3 separate regions of the Sus scrofa genome follow, and regions 1 and 3 are each linked to region 2. The links are chromatin contacts, called in public HiChIP or PLAC-seq maps. All regions are on one chromosome and are shown on one strand. The core of a region is the stretch at or near the end of the contact, and the rest is flanking DNA. Distances in the headings are between cores, read along the strand shown. Region 1 overlaps LPP (lipoma-preferred partner). Region 2 has its middle 180 kb from the start of LPP. Region 3 overlaps LPP (lipoma-preferred partner).

The links. HiChIP or PLAC-seq counts read pairs in DNA pulled down with a chosen protein or histone mark.
Region 1: an H3K27ac HiChIP or PLAC-seq map of alveolar macrophages shows a contact between it and region 2. The contact joins two enhancer-like sites. A contact is called at or near these places in 1 of 47 Hi-C or Micro-C datasets (embryonic fibroblasts) and 2 of 2 datasets of contacts at active chromatin or transcription factors (alveolar macrophages and skeletal muscle).
Region 3: a contact with region 2 is called in an H3K27ac HiChIP or PLAC-seq map of alveolar macrophages. The contact joins two enhancer-like sites. A contact is called at or near these places in 1 of 47 Hi-C or Micro-C datasets (embryonic fibroblasts) and 2 of 2 datasets of contacts at active chromatin or transcription factors (alveolar macrophages and skeletal muscle).

The regions. Positions count from the first base shown.
Region 1 is chr13:126,345,844-126,349,299 of Sscrofa11.1, reverse strand. All of the region lies in intron 7 of LPP (lipoma-preferred partner), which reads right to left. Among named protein-coding and RNA genes, the nearest start is that of MIR28, 65 kb to the right of the region's middle. Within about 2 kb of position 1,254, at least 4 of the 83 cell types and tissues checked have an H3K27ac peak or open chromatin away from gene starts, as enhancers often do. A contact at or near this core is called in alveolar macrophages, where this site is marked.
Region 2 is chr13:125,599,305-125,603,142 of Sscrofa11.1, reverse strand. No RefSeq gene overlaps it. Among named protein-coding and RNA genes, the nearest start is that of LPP, 180 kb to the left of the region's middle. Within about 2 kb of position 2,377, at least 9 of the 83 cell types and tissues checked have an H3K27ac peak or open chromatin away from gene starts, as enhancers often do. A contact at or near this core is called in alveolar macrophages, where this site is marked.
Region 3 is chr13:126,385,317-126,388,833 of Sscrofa11.1, reverse strand. All of the region lies in intron 8 of LPP (lipoma-preferred partner), which reads right to left. Among named protein-coding and RNA genes, the nearest start is that of MIR28, 100 kb to the right of the region's middle. Within about 2 kb of position 1,598, at least 5 of the 83 cell types and tissues checked have an H3K27ac peak or open chromatin away from gene starts, as enhancers often do. A contact at or near this core is called in alveolar macrophages, where this site is marked.

The DNA of each region.
Region 1 (3,456 bases), core at 5-2,504, 750 kb before region 2:
TTAACTATTGAAGCTGCAATTAGGGGCCAGGCAGTCCAGCCTTAAAGCCCACTTAACCTGTCCTCTAACTTTAGAATTCCAAAATCCTTAAAAAACATCCGGCCTGACAGGAAACTTGCACAAACCTTACAACATCCCTAATAGGAATATTAGTATCTGTTTTGGCTAAAGCAAGATTTCGAGTTAATTTTTACACATAGACATTTTCATAATCTGGCTATTAATTTTTAATCTATTCTTCTATATTTAAAATTTGTTTCATGATGGATCTGTTAACAGGAAAAACAATGTTTACTAGTACTAGTAACTGCTACTGTGGTGATTTTTGACATATGATTAAAATGTGCTCTTTGGTAACTCTCATGGGAACTTCTGTTTCCCTCAGTCTCCACTTAAAGTTGAAAAAACTTTAAATTTGCCCAGTTGCTTTTAGTTTTATTGCTGGGAAATCTCCAAACATATTCTGGTTATTTAAGAGCAACCCTAACACTGGGTTTTCCTGAATTGTATTTCAAATCCACAGTCTTCTCCTTATAATAGTAACAAGTGCACCTTATATTTAACGTTGCCTTATAATAGTAAATGTGTTTTCCCATCTGATACTGCCAAAAGCGCAGAATGAAAATTATAACATTAGTTCTTTTAAATTTCTAATAGATGAAAACTGAGTAATCCTGCAAGTTCACATAAAACTTCGTTTCCATGTTCTCATTTGAATCTTAACAATAACTAAAAGCCACGTAAGACAATTATCCTCTTTTAGAAAATGTGTTAACCTAGGAATAACCTTGTGCATGACTTGAGAGGTAGATAATGGAGAAGTTGGAAATCAAGTTCAGTTCATTTGACCCCATGTCTAGAGATCTTTGAACTGGACCACATTTCCTGTATGCATGGTGCTGGACCCAGAGATGATGATCTTCTTGCTTGATACTATGTCCCAGGGAAGCCAATCAGTCTTCCTGGGTTTTGATTTTTCTACTTGGTGCTGAAATGCCCATAACATATTTTAGGACTTTTAAAAGTCCTAAAATGTAAGAGCATGTGAAAACTTAGAAAACATCCCGTCTAATTTCTTTTAGAGAGGAAAACACAAAGGCTCAGATAGAGGCAGTGCCTTGATTAAGATCCTACAGGAAGCTAACAGCAGAAATGACACCTCAATTAAGGCCTTTAAGCTCTCAGTACAGCACACTTTCAGCTGCACAAAAGCATTCTCCACTTTCTACTTCAAATATTAGTTTCATTCCACTAGTAGGCGCTGTTGCCTGAGCATAAAGAATTTCTCCCTCCACATAAGGTAACGTTTCATTGTAAATGGAAGTATTGTGTGGGAATCTGCAGCCCACATAGATGACTCCTACATGATTCCAGAGCAAGGATAACTCCATTATCCTTCGAACCAGCACAACCACTCTGTTTCTGTCTGAAACACCTGGTATACTTTGGATTTGTACATCTGTATGTTCTAAAAATGGAAAATATGGCAGCAGGATGTAGAGTACTAGGTTTTGCAGAAGAATCTTGGGATCGGTGAAGGCCAGGCTCTGGTTTCTGTTTGACCATAGCTGGTCTGAACTGATTTGTTTTGTAAACTGGAGTTACATTCAATATTCATTTGCAGGTTTGTTAATAATAATAAATAACATATTATTATTCTTTTAAAGAATAAAAAAACACTTGAGTGGAATAAGTAGCAGATTTGTGGTGAGAAAAATTGGATTCTAGTCCTAGTTCTACCAGTGTGTGTGTGTGTGTGTGTGTGTGTGTGTGTGTGTGTGTGTGTGTTAGAGAAAATTTGGGCAAGCAATGAGGTGACTCAAAGTGTTACTGGGGAGCAACTAGGTTACTCAAAGTGTTACATATATTTTATATAAATAAAATTATAAACAACAATAAATGTAAGGAATTCCATAAGATATATCACTGTAAAATAAATTTCTATGAATATTAATACAAATAATGTGCACAACTGAGTAGAAAATATTTATGTATCTGGAGCTTGAATCCAGAGATCACATTCTAAGGAATTCCTATGCAAAAGTCACAAGATGGAATGCGGTACTGGATGTGAGTGGATAGATTTTGAGGATCTAAGCTTCTTGGCAATGCTGGCAGTGCCATTTATCTTCTCAGTAGAGTGGGCAGATGGATGCCATGAATATTTGACACATGATGCTACATCAGGGCTCAGAAGGAGACCCAGGCATGGAGTCTTAGACCTCAGGCCATCTTCGCCCTTGCGTGTCTGTAAAATGCTCATTGCTAAACTGCAGTCAGCATGGATTCCATCTCTGGCACTTGCATAGCAACACAGCTCTCTGAGTGCTGAAGTGACATCGTGGGAACAGTTATTAATAACTGTATGTATGCACACAGTATGTGGAAATATGCAAGTTTGAAAGTGATTAGCGCATTACTTTTAAGTAATATTTCCCACCAGGACTATGCTCCTGGAAAAATTCCTCTCTCAAAAATCTTGCACAATTGTCTGCTATCACTTACCAGAATGTTTGGGATAAAAAAAAAATGGTGTCAATTTTAAGGAAACACACTTCTCAATTTTCTTTGTTAACATCTGAATAAAACATGAGAAGGTTCCTACTTTTTCCCTCTCCCCTTTCATTCAGAGAGTAAGTCTCTCCACAGTCTTGCTTTGTGTGAGAGAGGAAAGTCACCCTTCTTTGCAACCTCCAGAATAGCACGATCACTGGGTTTACAGATAGAAAAGTTTAGATTCCATTCTAATAAACTCTACTATTATCATTTCAGAAGTATAGTGGAATGTTTAATAAATAAAAAAAAAAACAGCAAGGAATTACATTTCTACTTGTAGATACTAATAGTTCTGTGAGATCATGAGAGAGCAGCACAAAAAAGGCACAGAAAGTCCTAAAGGAAGTATTTAGTTGGGATTGAAGGAACCCTTTCTGGACCATATGAGAGTTTAAGAAAAAAATGGAACATTTCCTTAATGTGCCCAGGCTGGGCATATACTCTATCTCCTGCTACAAAATGAATACACTGAATCAAGTAGCAAGTATTTTTTAAGCACCTTTCCAGTCTTTAACTTTTCATTCTAAGATAAATTTTATAATATGAATATACAAATTGAAGTTAGATTAAGTCTGCCTGAAGGTAAGGAGAATAAACTCAATGGTAATTTCTGTACACTTTTCAAGACCCTAAATCTGTTGAAAAACTATAAACATTATGAAGTAAAAGAAACAAGAAAACCAAGGCAATAGGCAGGTTTTATTTATGACAGAGTATTTCTGGGTGATTCCTTTTGTAATGATATGGTTTCCATTTTTAGATTATCGTATTTGGTAAACATTTAATTTTTACAGGATGACTAATACCAAATGCCTAATATCTAGTGAGATAAGTCAAGGGCTCTCCCATCCTAAGACTTATAGGGAGCTCCCAGAAACCAAGTAAATCCACAGAAACTGC
Region 2 (3,838 bases), core at 1,128-3,627:
TTCTCTTAAGAGAAGAAAGAAGCCTGGCCAGGAAGGATATTATGAGGGCATCTCCCCACACATCCAGGGTTTCCCTCAAGAAACACCGCTTTCTCTTGGTGACCCTGGCACAGATAGATGGAGAATATTTCCTTGCTCTTCTCCATTGAGTTTCACGTCATGCAGAGTTTTTGTCCAGAGCATCCAACTGGGGTGCAGATTCTCCAGGCCCCCTCCCCCCTCAGAAGACACCTGTTCAAAGATGGTCTCAGAGTTGGCTGGGGAAATTTATCCAGCAGGCTCCACTGCCTTGCTCCTCACTAGGAACTGTTCTGGCTTTAGATTGACAGAGCCTGGGCTCAATCTTGTTTTTAACCTCCATGGGTCACTTGGTGTGAAGGTTTGTGGGCACAAGCAATTTCCAAAACCCCGAGCCCAGCACAGCAGAGCTAAGCTGCCCCACAGGTCCTGGGGCCCTTCTGCCACACAGGCCCCGCCCTAGAGTGGCTGTACTCCAGGGAAGCGGGTTTGAGCCCTTGTGCCGGGTGTGGCCAGTGCAGCAGAGGTTGATAGTTCTTATGAATAATAATGCCCAGTAATCCATTTTTGGAAGTAAATAATGATCGTTCAAAGTCAAATAAAATTTTGCTGTTCTCAAAACTGTTACACTTGGAGTTCCCGTCATGGCTCAGTGGTAGTGAACCTGACTAGTATCCACAGAGGTACTAGTCCCTGTGGTTCGATCCCGAGTCTCTCTCAGTGGGTTAAGGACCTGGTGTTGCTGTGAGCTGTGGTGTAGGTCACAGATGAGGCTCAGATCTGGCATTGCTGTGACTGTGGCTGAGGCCAGAGACTTATAGCTCCTATTCAATCCCTAGCCTGGGGAATTTCCATATGCCTGGGTGTGGCTCTTGAAAAAAAGGACAAACAAACAAAAACCTTTTATACTTGTGTTATTTCCTTTGATCTCACAATAGGTGAACAAACCAGGACAGTTCCCATTTTATAAAGTAGAAATTCAGACTCACGGAAGGCAGGTGACTCACACAAGGGTCACACAGACGGGGTTGTTAACACTTGGTCCCAAGATTTTCGATTCCATTTTCATGCTGTGTTCCATTCACCCTTTGCCTGCTGATCTCATTAGATTTGAAAGCTGAGGAAGAGGAACATGACAAAGGATGGCAGAAAACTGTATTTTGGGGTTCCATCGTGTTCATAAAGAAATTTACAATTGTGACTTACTGGGGAAAGTACAAATGTAAATAGGAAGAAGAATTCCCATTTCTGAATTATTAGAGGTGCAGACACTGTGGCTGGATGTTAAAACTTGAGCCCCATGTGTTAAGAAGGCTTCCGATGCTTATTATACCAACCTAAGGCTTGAGCAAAGTTTCCGTGGTATGCTGGAGCTGGCTTGCACCTGCTAGTGAGTGCCAGTTGTGGGCAACTTTTCCTCACTTCTTGGTTTAGCGATGTCACATCGGTAGCTTGAAATCAGCCTGGTGCAAGATAATTTACCCCATGGAAATAGCAAATGCTACATTTCAGGGCTTTGTCATCCCAGAGAATCAGTTGTTAAATATTTACCAGCACACCACTGCTTACAGCTAACAGTGACTAGCACACATTAAGAATCTGGAAGTTCTCCCCTGTCATCTGCATGGGACCATCTTCAGTGTTGACTTTGCCTCTAACCACAAGTCATACCCCATTTGTGGGATTATGCCATTCCTTGCAGAGGAGACTCTTTCCATCTGAGCTTGCAAAATCAAGACCAATGGGTTTCTACTAATAGTCCCTCATGTTTGTACAGTTTGCAGAGTGTTTTCACATCCCTCATCACTTCTGAGCTTTGGGTGGCCTGTGGGGCAGATGTCTTCTCCTCTTAGTAGAGAGGAAGAGCTGGAAGTTCTGACAAAGAGAGGTGACCACGTCCAGGGTCATAGGCCTAGCAAGTGGCAGCAGGGGCTAGAACAGGGTCCTCCACCTCCTTGTTCTCTGCTTCTTCTCCTTGAACCAGGCCCCCTCCTTCACTTAGCACACTTGCAATGCCTGCAGCTCAGGCCACTGTCTGGGGCGCAGAGAACACAGATGCAGTCTGGAGTGTAACATTTGTCTTAGCCCTTGACAGAAAAGGACAGGCATGCTGGCTTGGGGGTATCTGCAAATAACAGCAAGCCCCACTTTACTGCTCTCGTGATGGGGAGGAGTCTACTTTCACTCCCTCTTATCTTGGGTCCTCTCTTTGATTCCTTTAAAAACTTTCATGGGTACTTTATATTTGGGTTTTTGCTGTAGGTCCTGCTTTCAGCAGGAATTTGGGGCCTTCTGAGTGACCAGCATTATTGTTCTGCTTCCCCTCTTGCACAACATCCAGCTTCTCTACTGCTGGGTGATGGAATTATTGATTGGTAAGCATTTCACAACACATTTTCAAAACATGCTGAAGGTCAAGAATTAATGACTCATGGGCAGTCACATTTCTTTCTGCCATGGCCCCTCTATATTATATTCGTGAGGTTAGTTAATGGAAGACATGGGAGAAACCAAGATAAAAGTTAACTCTCTCCAACCCTGGCCTGGCAGGACTATGAAGGGGCTTGAAAAGATAGTTTTTGATCTTCTATCTAGTGATTGATCTTCTGAATCGCTTGGTTTTTAACACCCAGTCTCTTGAAGAATATAAGATGAGAGTTCAAAGATTTCAGGGCTGATTCCACCACTATCTTGTGCCAGAGGATCAGAGTGTGAGGGAGGTACTCAGTTGAAGGGAAAGGCTCGGGTGATCTCTGGGGGGAAACTTTGCTGCTCTGAGAGTCCATGATCATCCAGCAGAGAACAAACAGATAACCCCTGGTCTAGTCTTGGAGATAATTACTCACCTCTCTGCTTGAGGCCGATGAGAGCTCCCCTTGAGACAGTGTGGAAGAACGCCCAGCACAGGAAGAGAGAGTTCCAGAACAGGAGGCAGAAAGTCTGGGTTCTCTCTCAACTTGGCCACCCACGATTTGGCACACAGCCAGGTTGCTAGACCTGCTAGAGCCTCAGTTTCTTCACTTGTGAAATGGAGTCAATGGCAGAGGCTTTCTTTGAGAGGGTTGTTTCAAAGATCAAGAGACATAATATGTGTCAACTTTTTTTGGTTACGAACTCTAACGCATGAAATGACCTACAGGATGGTTTTCCATGGGCTGGTTAAAAGGTTTGGGGGAAAAGAACATCAAGGTGATATTTTTTTTCTTCTTGATGTGAAAATTTTTTCTCACCTTTTCCCCCTACCAAATAATCTAATTTGCAGAATTAGAATACCTGAATGTCTTTTCAGGAACAATTATGAGACTGAAAACATCTGAACATTCTCCCATAAATGTTGATACTCTAAATACCCTGAAGCTTCTTTAATTCTAATATGATCACAGATACAAGTGTGATGCAGCTGAAGTAATGAGTGGTGTCTGTGCCTCATTACTTACCAGCAAAGCCCATCCCCATACATACACCCATATATTCCCCCCTCTCCAAGCTGGTCGGGACAGCACAGCTCCCCTGACTCGTGACTAGAGAACAAGCCAGTCAAAAAGGAAGTAAATTTACTTACATAAAGAACAGTCTGGGTGAAGAAAGACAGGCAAATGTTTCACCTGGACCGAAATGGCTTTGTGCTAGCAGTTTGTCCTCTCCTTAGGACACAGAACTGACAGCGACCTTGGCAATTATTGCTCTCCCCTCTCCATTGTACAAAAGAGCCACAAGGCTTAGAGCTGACAAGCGACATTACTGGGGTCATAAGGCCTGCTTGGGGCAGAATCGGGTTGCAAGCACCCATCAACTGATTTCTCCTGCCTCCTCTCTCCAT
Region 3 (3,517 bases), core at 349-2,848, 790 kb before region 2:
TATCTGATCCCTGACGTGTGGTGGGCTCTCAATCACTAATTGTTGAATGATTAAATAAACATTTTCTTCCTCAAAAATAAGGTATATCCCCCAATTGTGGAGAGCTAGAGGTTAATTTACCTAGTTGGGGCAAATGGATTTTATTTCTTAGTTATTATTTTAAAGCAGACCAAGATAGAAAACATATAGAAGAATAAAAATAAATCATATTATGGTAAAGTGGTCTTTTAAATACTTTAAGCTAAAGAACACACAAGATTTGATTTGGAAAATTCCAGGAAAGCATACTGATGATGATGATGATGATGATGATGATGGCGGTGAAAGCATGCAGAGACTAGCTAAATGTACACCAAACCACTTCCTCTTCTTTGGGGGCACACAGTGGCTACATTTCCAAGCATTCTTTGCAAGTGTAGCCAAATGACTGAGTCCCGGTCAATGGAATATGAGCAGAAAGGAACATTACACCATATTTGCCAGCTGGCCCATAAACATCCCCACTAGGACCTCAGAAGTTCCTCAGTGCTGTGTCTTCCCTCTCCTGCCCAGTGTAGAGAATCTAGCATGGGACCCGTCAACTCTAGTGGATGACGGAGCCAGTGGACCGAATAAGGCAGAGCCCCATCCCCCAGTTGGAAAGCACCTGCCAGATAGCTGATTTTATCACAGAGAAATAAAATCTTGTGTTAAATCACTAAGGTGTGGGGGTTTATTTGTGACAGCAGTCAGTATTATTTGGCCAAACTAATATATAAGGCATGACATTAAGAAAGTTATATTTTTTGAGTTATCTTTCTCCCTAATGTTTGAGGTGAAAGCATAAGGGTAGATTTCAAATCTACTTCTAACTTGGCTTTTCTGTCCAGTTCTACTGCTCCATTTCTCAGTGGTTGTAGATTCCCAGGGATGCAAAAGAACTTAGGGCCATTATGTCCAGCTCCTAGCCAGTGCAGAAAGTAATCCTTGTCATCACAGGTCATCAACAGCCTCAGTCAAGACCTTCATAAGAGAGAAAGTGGGAGGGACCCTTGAGGTGGCTCTTTTCACCTTATATTCATTGTTACAAAATCCTTTATTTATGCTGAACCCCCAAATATCCTCTATGGCTTATTCCAATGACTTATTCTTTTAGCACTTAAAGAAATGGGTTTTAAAAACTATGTGTTCCTCCTTATCTTCTAATATAAATCCAGTAAAACATAAATTGGGAGGAGGATAGAGTGGTGGGAGACAACCACAGCCGCTTGAACTACAGGTGCAGAATATGCCAGAAAGTTTGAGAAAAGAAGTCTAAATTCACTTGTTACACTGGTGATCCTGGGGAACTAGGGAGTTATCTTCCTTAGAAATGAGCCATTAAAATAATGTCAGACTTCTATATGATATTTGATTATTAAATAATCTGAAGTAACGTACTTTCACCATCAGTACAATGGAAAAAAGAGACTTGAATCTTTTATCTTTATAATCTCTTCCTTCTAGATTTCTAAATAACAGAAGACTTCTCTGTGCCTCTGACTGCTATCTGCTAGCCCCTCTGAAGCTAACGGCCACCACAGCCAGGCTCGCTGTGATGTGGACAGTGCCCACCAGAGGGACTAGAGGCACACTCACAGTTCACAGCCCGGGTTCCTCCCCTCTTCAGAGCTTCAAGATTGCTGTGGCTTCCACTCTTTATAAAATTCTTCCCTCACTCCAAAAAGTGAGGAAGTTTTCAACTAAATGTAGCTTCATCTTTATCTTACTCTATCCACAGAGCTAAACTTGAATGTGGTGCCTCATGTATCCCAAAAGTCTTATTAGCAGAGTAGGGGACTCAGCGGAGGAACCCACTTTGATTTTACCTGATTTCTGATTTCAACGCACATTATGAGTGAGTGGGGAAGAGGAGGTACAGGTTCATCTAATCCATTCTTATTTGCTTTCTGCTATTTCTCCTCTGCCTCAGGGTCAGCAGGGTAAGTTTATTTACTCCTAGAAGAAATCTGTACATTTTTAGATGGTTTCCACTGCACTGCACTGTGTCATTGGGAGCCCTTCAGAAGAAGAGGGAACAAATAATTCTAAATTTCTGCCAGTGCAAATCTGAATTCTTAAGACTTTTAATAAGAGGTTTACTGAAACCCTAAACAGAAAGGTAGGATTTGCAGCCCTGCTTCAAAACTGGTAATGCCTGGCACAATCAGAGGTGGAGTCAGTGAGCCTGCATTAGGTGGGAGGAAAAAGGGTTATTATGGTGCCACTCCCTAAACCCATAAACATTGACTGACATGCCGAACCAATCCGACCAGAGCAGAAACTAGGAAAGATGGAAAACAAGTCTCAGAGTGAGAAAGATTCCAAGTATAGTATGATTCCAAAACTGTTTAACGATCTTGAAGGACATTAAACTGTCCATTCCTATCTTGTCCTAAAAACTCTGAACTTATGCCCAATCAGGCTGCACAGTGCTTGGGCTGAGGGGACAGAACAAGGGGATGGAGGCAGTGGGAAGGGAATCTAGCACAGGAGCAAGAGCAGGGTGTTCAGGCTCAGAAGATGTGGGGTTTGTATTGTCTAGAGCTCATTCACTCAGTGCGCACTGATAAAGCATCTTCTACATGTCAGGCACCAGGTTGTGGCAGGGGCTATAACAGAGTCTTCAATATATCGGAGGACAGAAACTTTCCCTGGCCTCAAAGAGTGGGGATGCAGACAAACCCAAAACCAGACTAAAAAGTAATGGGTGCTAGGAAGGGACAGCAAATCCCTATGAACTGTACACACCAGTAACACAAAACAGTCTTGAGAGGCCAGAGAGTCTCCACAGAGGAAGTGAAAAGACAACTGAGATCTGACAGATGGGAAAGTACTCTAGGCAGAGAAAGACTATGTGCCGAGGGCTGTGAGTGGACCAACCACAGTTAGACTGGAAAAGAGCAAGTGGCCCAATGTGATTAGAGTGGAGACAGAAGGAATGAGGCTGGAGATGCACAAAAGGTCTGTATTTGCTCAGCCACCATCAGGCACTCACTTATTCAACACAAGCTAACCTGCTGAAGGCCAGGGACAAAAGGTCCCACAGACGAGGGCACATTAAAATACATTAAGTTTTTCATTTATACACAGAATAACTAGAGACAGGGAGCACTGGGAAGAGGAACCCACTGAAGGGTTTGAATAGGGGAGCAACACGATTAGCTATGATTTTCAGAAAAATCATTCTACTGTTAAGAAGATATTCTGGAGTAGGAGGCAAATGTGAGTCTAGGTGGCAAAAGGGCCAGAGGGAGGTAGAAGTGGCCAAGCACTCCTTTGTCTCAGATGTAGGGCCTTTATTTGCAGAAAAAGGCACTTGTTGAGAAGTGACTGGGGGCCTCTGGAGCAGCTCACTCTGAGGCCTGTGCCCCAGGACTGCTGACACGTCACAAGGTGCAGGAAAGGCCAAAGATTAGTTACCTGCTTGCTGTTGGTTTGGGGCGAAGGTGGCAATTCAGACTTGCTGAATGAGATTAGTAATTTTCTTTTTACTTTA